Regions from separate parts of the Mus musculus genome. Here region 2 is linked to region 1. A link is a contact called in public HiChIP or PLAC-seq data. All regions are on one chromosome and are shown on one strand. The core of a region is the stretch at or near the end of the contact, and the rest is flanking DNA. Distances in the headings are between cores, read along the strand shown.

What was found. HiChIP or PLAC-seq counts read pairs in DNA pulled down with a chosen protein or histone mark.
Region 2: a contact with region 1 is called in an H3K4me3 HiChIP or PLAC-seq map of neural tube, with 4 times the contacts expected there. The contact joins the enhancer-like site here to the promoter of Stxbp5l in region 1. A contact is called at or near these places in 2 of 39 promoter capture datasets (liver and trophoblast stem cells), 2 of 484 Hi-C or Micro-C datasets (cerebellar granule neurons and cerebral cortex), 1 of 115 datasets of contacts at active chromatin or transcription factors (neural tube) and 1 of 9 other capture datasets (adipose tissue).

What each region holds. Positions count from the first base shown.
Region 1 is chr16:37,383,706-37,387,235 of GRCm38.p6, forward strand. Stxbp5l (syntaxin binding protein 5-like) reads right to left here and starts at 1,253. Exons shown (of 28, transcript NM_172440.3): 1 at 1,105-1,253.
Region 2 is chr16:37,616,501-37,620,053 of GRCm38.p6, forward strand. It overlaps Hgd (homogentisate 1, 2-dioxygenase), which reads left to right. Exons shown (of 14, transcript NM_013547.3): 9 at 252-351; 10 at 2,358-2,482. Among named protein-coding and RNA genes, the nearest start is that of Gm46559, 21 kb to the left of the region's middle. Within about 2 kb of position 1,436, at least 42 of the 459 cell types and tissues checked have an H3K27ac peak or open chromatin away from gene starts, as enhancers often do. A contact at or near this core is called in cerebellar granule neurons, cerebral cortex and neural tube, where this site is marked.

The sequences.
Region 1 (3,530 bases), core at 3-2,502:
CTGTCGAAAAATTAAAAGGAAAAGAGAAGTGGTCACAAACATGGAATTTTACGGGGCAAAAGCCTCTATCTTTTCATTAGTCAAGGCAGGAGTAGCTAGTCCCCATTTTATGAGCATTGGATGTAATCGACGGGGAAGAGGGGTTCGGGCTTCATGTCCTCAAATTTTAACTTTAAAAGGGATATCTTTATAAGATAAAGAGAACACAACTCCAAGAGCAACAGTATTCCTTCCTTCGCACATTCAGATTTTCAAGGGCTTTATCCCCAGCTGTAGCTATGCTTTATCAGCACTGGGGTAAAAATAAAAGGCCGTGTCATCATCGTCATTAGCATTATATCATCATTATTATACAATCAAACCAGAGCCCAACAGACCAAGACCCTATGGACTGTTCTGAAAGGGGGGCTTTCCTTCTTCAGGGTCAACTCATAAATTTTTATTATCGGAAAAAACGATGTTGTAGGGGAACCAGTATTTACTCTTCCACCATGTTTGGGGCTCCCCCCCACACAATCCCATCATCTTCAAAGCTTCCTTTTTCTCAATAGAAACTAGGGGACAGGAAAAAAAATGGCTTTTTTCCATCCCATATACCCAAAAACCTAGACCCCAAAACATCTGCGGTGACTCACGGCCACAGCCGACGGGAGGGGCGAGCGGGGACCGCCTGCCTCCACCTGTCCCCAGCTCCTCTCTTCTGCCCCTCTCCCGCCTCTGGTCTCCCGTGTCCCCTCCCCGCCCGGCTCCCCCTCTGCACAGCAGCGGCTCTCCGGGGGATGTGAGGCGGTGACGCCTGCGGCCCGAGTCCCGCCTCAGCCTGCGGGGCGCGCAGAGCTGGCTCTCTCGCTCCCTCCCAGCCAAGCAGGGCGCTGAGGCTACCACCGCGGGCTACGAGCCCTGGAGCCCTCACAGACAGCCGGGAAGCCACACGCACCTCAGACAGCTGCGCGGGCGCGCTCTCCCTCTTGCACAGGCACACACACACACACACACACACACACACACACACACACACACACACACACACAGGCGTGCGCACAGGTGTGAGGGCAAGCCGCGATGGGACAGCACGGGTGTCCCTGGGGACCCCAGACTTAGCACCTTCCTCAGACGCCACTAGCCGCCGGCCAGCCCGTGAGGCGGAGGGCGCGGAGGCTGCAGGCTCACAGGCGGGCGAAGGTCCAGCCCGGATCCGGCCGCTTCTCGGGTCCCTCTGGTCCTGGTGCCTGGCGCTCTCCGAGGTCCTAACCGAGCGGGCGGGTCTGTCTCAGGCTCCGCCCCCGCCGTGGGAGGTAGGCCCCGCCCCAGTCGGCCCGCACCCTCCTCCCTCCCAGACTCTCGCGCCGGGGGCGGGGCACTCTGGGCACCAGGGGGGCGGGACATCCTCTCGCCAATCACAAGCTCCACTGACCTAAGTCTTAGGGATTCCAGGCAGGAAAGAAGTTTGGGGATAGGTCAGAGAAAAAGCCAGTGACAGGAGGAGGGGATCATTTAGGAAAGTAGGTGATGTATTTGATTGACAGCCATACTAGCCAGTATGCCTTGGCGCCGTGCTTTGGGGGCTGTAATTGGTGCTACCTGTTGAAGGACGCAAGTGTGAATCAATAGAATGCTTGCAAGCTTGAGAACTTGCGCTCCGGGAGTCCCAGGCTGCAGAAAGGGTTACCTTAGGTCGTGCTCTGGACTGTATTGTGGACCCGGCTTTTGGACCGGGCTTATTTTGCAGCCTTCCCCCACCCCCCAGCACCCCTTGAATCTATTTCTGCTCACCAGGGCCAGGTGCATCTAATAGACGATCTCGCTGCCCTGCTATATGCGTTGAACGTAGATTTGTAAATAATCCCTACAAACTGTTAGTTCTCTCCATTAAGTCATCTGTACCAAAATGAATTGGTTTTCGGTGGAAATGTTGGCTTCCAAATCTTAAGGAAATGATTTGCCTACTTTATACAGCCTATGGAAATAGACCAGCGTTCCCCTTCTCCACATAGACAAATTAAATTTTTGAGGAAACATTTCTCTCAAATCATGACAAGATGCATCTTAAGCTTTTTTCTCATTTGAATCATTTTGGAAAATACTCTATTCCATACAGGAAAAAGAAACATCGCACCATTGTGAAGAAGGTGATGTAGTTCTGAGCCCTGACTGGCTTTTGGTAAAAGGCTCAAGGTCCATAACTAACTGTACACTTTAATCTAAGCAACAGGGATCATTAGAAATCGTCCCAAATATTTACTGTCCTACATCTTAGGTATGAAACACCACTTCCAGACCCATCCCTTTCTCTGTCAGAGATGAGAGGGGAGAAAGGGAAGACTTGAATGCCTTATGAATTACTCAGGCAAATAGCAAAGAAACCATGGCGATCAAATCGCGCTCAGATTTTCGGAAACTCAGCTCGGTATTCACATTCTCATTTTGAATGTTCTACTCCTTAACACTTGCAGCACTTCTTTTTGTAACCCTCTCACACTTTCACGGTCAAACCCAGATAGTGATTTTCTTAATAACCATTAAGGAGTAGAACTTTGTGCTTCTAGTTAATTTAGTACCTGGCACAGTATTTCTCTTAGAAAGAGCATTCAAAGGGCTTTAGACAATGGATTAGTTACTGGCTATAAGATAAAGATTTATGAGATGATATCTAACTTATCATGCTTGGGAGGAGTGAAAAATAAGTATGGAAACAAATTTCATATGTGTTATAAACTGGATCTTGAAGTGCTTCTAAATCCTATATCAGATACCTAACAATACCTGTCTTTTGCTGTCTCCTGTTGCCTTTTTTTTTTTTTTTTTTTTCCTTTCTGGCCCATTGTTCATTTCCAAACATCGGAGTTAATGAGAGCTAAAAGATTTTCTTCCTCTTTTTACGTCTAGCTTTTCTTTGAAAGGAGGCGATTTGGTGAGTTAACCATTATTAAATAGAGTGATGGATTTAGAATGCTTTCTTTGCTTCAGCAAAATTTGACCTACCTACTTAAGGGTCAATATGAAAACAAGCCCACAGCATGTGGAGGTCTGGCCTTTTGGTAAAAGTGAAGGAAGAAGATATTCCAGTTCAGCAAAGAGACATAAAATGTTTACAAACAAAACTTAGGTCACTCATCACAAGCATCATACTATCACAAATGTATTCTATGAAAAAAAAAAAAAACCAGAACTGATAAAGGAAAAGCATATTAAACAAGTTAACAAAGATCATGAAGGGAATTCAACAACCTGCTAAGTTAAAAAAAAAAGCTATAAAACACACAGCAGTCCAGATGGGATGACAAATAGGTATGAAAAGTAGAAGAAATGTTGTGTCAAAATATACACGTTTCCAATAAATATTAGAAAGTTAAAACAGCTGGTAAGGTGACTCGGTGGTAAAACATTTGTCTAACTTGTGCAGGGCTGTGCTTTCATTCTCCTAAATAAACACACACATAAAATTAAAAATAAAATGAAATACTATAGTTAGGACTCTCTGGCATAATTTTAAATATTAGCAATTCTCTACAGTAGCACAATAACTTATA
Region 2 (3,553 bases), core at 186-2,685, 230 kb after region 1:
CAGGCTGTGTCAGAGACAGGAGACGGTGAAGGTATTCACAAATATATTGAGTTGTGGCTAACTGGGGGCTGCTGTTATCTCTGGACCCAATAAGACATTAATTATTGGTATGATTAGGAATTAGATTTTTTTTCCTTTGTGGCCCATCTTTAATCTGCTCACCTGGAACAGCATCCTTGGGAACACAAGCACTTTATTTCTGCATATAACTGCAAGAATATGATTGATGATGCCACGCTTCTGTCCTCCAGAGAGGAATGCGATTCAGCGTCGATGTCTTTGAGGAGACCAGGGGCTACATCCTGGAGGTCTATGGTGTCCACTTTGAGTTACCTGACCTGGGACCCATCGGTAAATCTTCACCCCAAGCCTTGCTTGAGATTCATCTCCTCCCATCTCTTCCTGGCTCTCACACTCAAACTTCAACTTCCCCCTTCAGACAACTTCCTTAGACAAAATGCCTGCCTACAAGATATATGAACAATAGAAAATGGTCCAAACCAATCTATTATACGTTCCTCTAAAACAATAAGATAGAACAATGGCAATAAAGTCATTTAATGGGTTTCTGGTTAGATGTTTATATTATAAGGGATGCAAAAGGGGTTAACAAAAATAGCTTTACCAAAGATGAGATTTGAGACTTGATTAAATTCTTTTTTTTTTTTTAAATCAGAGTCTCTCATAGCCCAGGCTGACCTCTTATTCTCTGTATAGATAAGAACAGCCTTGAACTTCTTCCTGGGTGCTGGGATTATAGGTGTTTGCTACCATGCCCAGCCCCATGCGGTGCAGGGCACTGAACCCAGGGCTTTCTGCTACTCAAGGACTTTACCATCTGAGCTCCTTGGCCCTGAGATTCAATTAATTGTTGATGGCATATTAAAGAGAAGTAAAGCGGAAAGGGAACAGCTTAAGCAAATGTATCAGATGAGAATAAGCTTTGTGAATAATGTTTTCTTCAGTCAATGAGCTGTGTGTTTCCAGCCATAAAAAATGTCATGGAGTCTATTGCCTTGGAAATATGAACTGAACTGGGTGACACATGATCTTTGAACGTCACATTCCTTCTGAGCACACTTCACAAAATCCATACACTTAACAGTAACAAGCATATTCCTACATTCTATGAGGGAGCTGGAAACAACAGTCTCTGTGCGACAGATTAAAGCTTCCAGACAAGCTCTCCCAGCTCCTAGTCTTCCAGCAGCTGAAGGGAGGATGCACGGGAGGGAAGAGATGAACTTAGAAGCAGTTTTTCTCAAGCCTCTCTTGAGGAGAGCTGGAGAAATCGGCCACTGGTTTCTGCTTGGGCCATACCTTCCAGTTCTTTCTTTCCCTGTCAACAGCTTTTCAGAGCAACAAGGACAGGCCAGCATGTGCCTTCTGGTCACTCCCCTGGGGCTCCAAATATTCAGAGGAAGGTGGGAGGCAGCAGAGAGGCAGCTGGAGCCATGGTGGGCCGTCTGTCATCCTGCTTGCCACCCACTCTTCCCACTTTGGTCTAGCTTCCTGCTGCTGTGCAGGCAGCAGAGCCTCCAGGTTCCACAGAGCATGTACCCTCTGGAAAATATATATAATTTACTAACCAGCTGGGCGCTTTTTTTTTTTTAACCCCAGGAGCTGGAAATGATAAAACACTCCCCAGGCCTTTCCTCTCTGAGTTAAATTATGTTTTTGCACTTACGCTTTTTCATATTTTGTCTTTTTGATTTATTTCCTTTCTCTGGAGGGAACACTCACTCCTGAACAAAGCTAAGCAGGCAGGTTGTCAGTTCTTCCTCCCTGAATGGCAAGCAGATACTTTTTTAGGCTGGACAGCAGCTTTATAGTTCTGGCTTTTGAGTTCTGGCTCGCTGACAGAGGCCTGCCTGGGACAGTAGCTAATAACCTTTTTGTATGAGATCAGGGTCTGAGGATATGTAGGAGAGTCCCCAGTGCTTCCTTGGACAGACATCTGCAGTTTCCTTGGATCCTCCCCTCTCTCCCTCTCCCTTTTCCTCACATGTAACACACATACAAAAGCCATATGAACATAATCACTCTTCAGTTCCAGGACATGGCACTGCTTATGAGGACTTTTGAAATTTTCTTTTCCAACCAAATCTCTAAGCTCTTCTGACACATCTACCAAACTGGGATCCAACAGATTCCGGAGTGCTTGGGGTTGAACCTAGGACCTCACATACACTAGACAGGCACTGAGCTATAGAGCCCTGACTGGGAATCTAGCAAGGATTTTGGTGAAGAAAGTAACCTGTGGCATGGCTTGTGACACAGAAGAAGATTCCCTTGTGGGCCTCTTTCCTTCGACTTTGGAAATACCTAAATGGAGTTTGGGTTCCTGTGTTTTCTAGGAGCAAATGGCTTGGCCAATCCTCGAGATTTCTTGATTCCCGTTGCCTGGTATGAAGATCGTCGAGTGCCAGGTGGTTACACTGTGATTAATAAATTCCAGGGCAAGCTGTTTGCTTGCAAACAGGTACAGTAAGATTGTTGGTAGCCAGGGAGTGAGTGTAGAGTTATGGAGCACCAGTTGATAGCCAAGGCCAGCCTTAGGTACATTGCATACACCCTTTTGTCTTTATTACACACTAAGGTACTGGCAATTACATAGCATGGGAACAGGTCAGATGGTGATAATTACTTCATGGTGCTATGTGGCAGAACCACGGTTAAAACCCCCCAAGTGTTTGACTCTCGAGATTGTGCACCTCCTCAGCTAGCAATGGAAATTTAACATTGTCCGGGTCTCTAAGAGTGACGTGGGAAACATAACATAGAGGCCTCCTAATATGATCTGAAAAAGAAGATGACTCATCACAAGGAGAAGCCAAGATTGAGACCCCTCAATGACCCCCTTATTTCAGATACAGATGATTGATTTTTGGCACAAAATGGAAAGAATTTAGTTGATTAGCTTCAACTATACCAGAGACCTGGTAAACTGAGGACATGAAATCACAGGCAATAATATAAAATTAATTTTAAGACATGACAACATTTTGTCCCTTCACAGAAGGCCTGTCACATAAAAATAATAATATAATATACAACCTATGCTATAATACTATATGTTTCTTTTGTTTATTTTTTGAGACAATGTCTCATGAAGCCCAGGCTGACCTTGAACTTGCTTTGTAGCTAGAGTGTCCTTGAATCCCTCATCTTTCTGCTTCTATCTCCCAAGAGAAAGGATTATAGGTGTGTGCCATCATGCCAGGTTATTACTATGTCTCATTATTTAACATATTGAGTGTGTAATGTCAGAACAGATTAATCATGTAATAAATGCCACCCGATAGTCCTTCTGTTACTATTATTTGTTTAATTTTTTTATTTGTCTGGTTTACTGTCTGTATTAGCCTAGCACTCATTATTTTCCTTGCATACTATCAAAAGGCCATGCCAGCCAGCAAAGACAGACCAGTCTAAAACTTCTGCTTAAACCCCAGAGCAAACAGCAATGTGCTATCTTCATATTTTCTGGGTCAGAATTTTTCAACAGTTGTTTAGGGACCATTAGTCTTAGAAACCTTTGGACAGCCTTGTT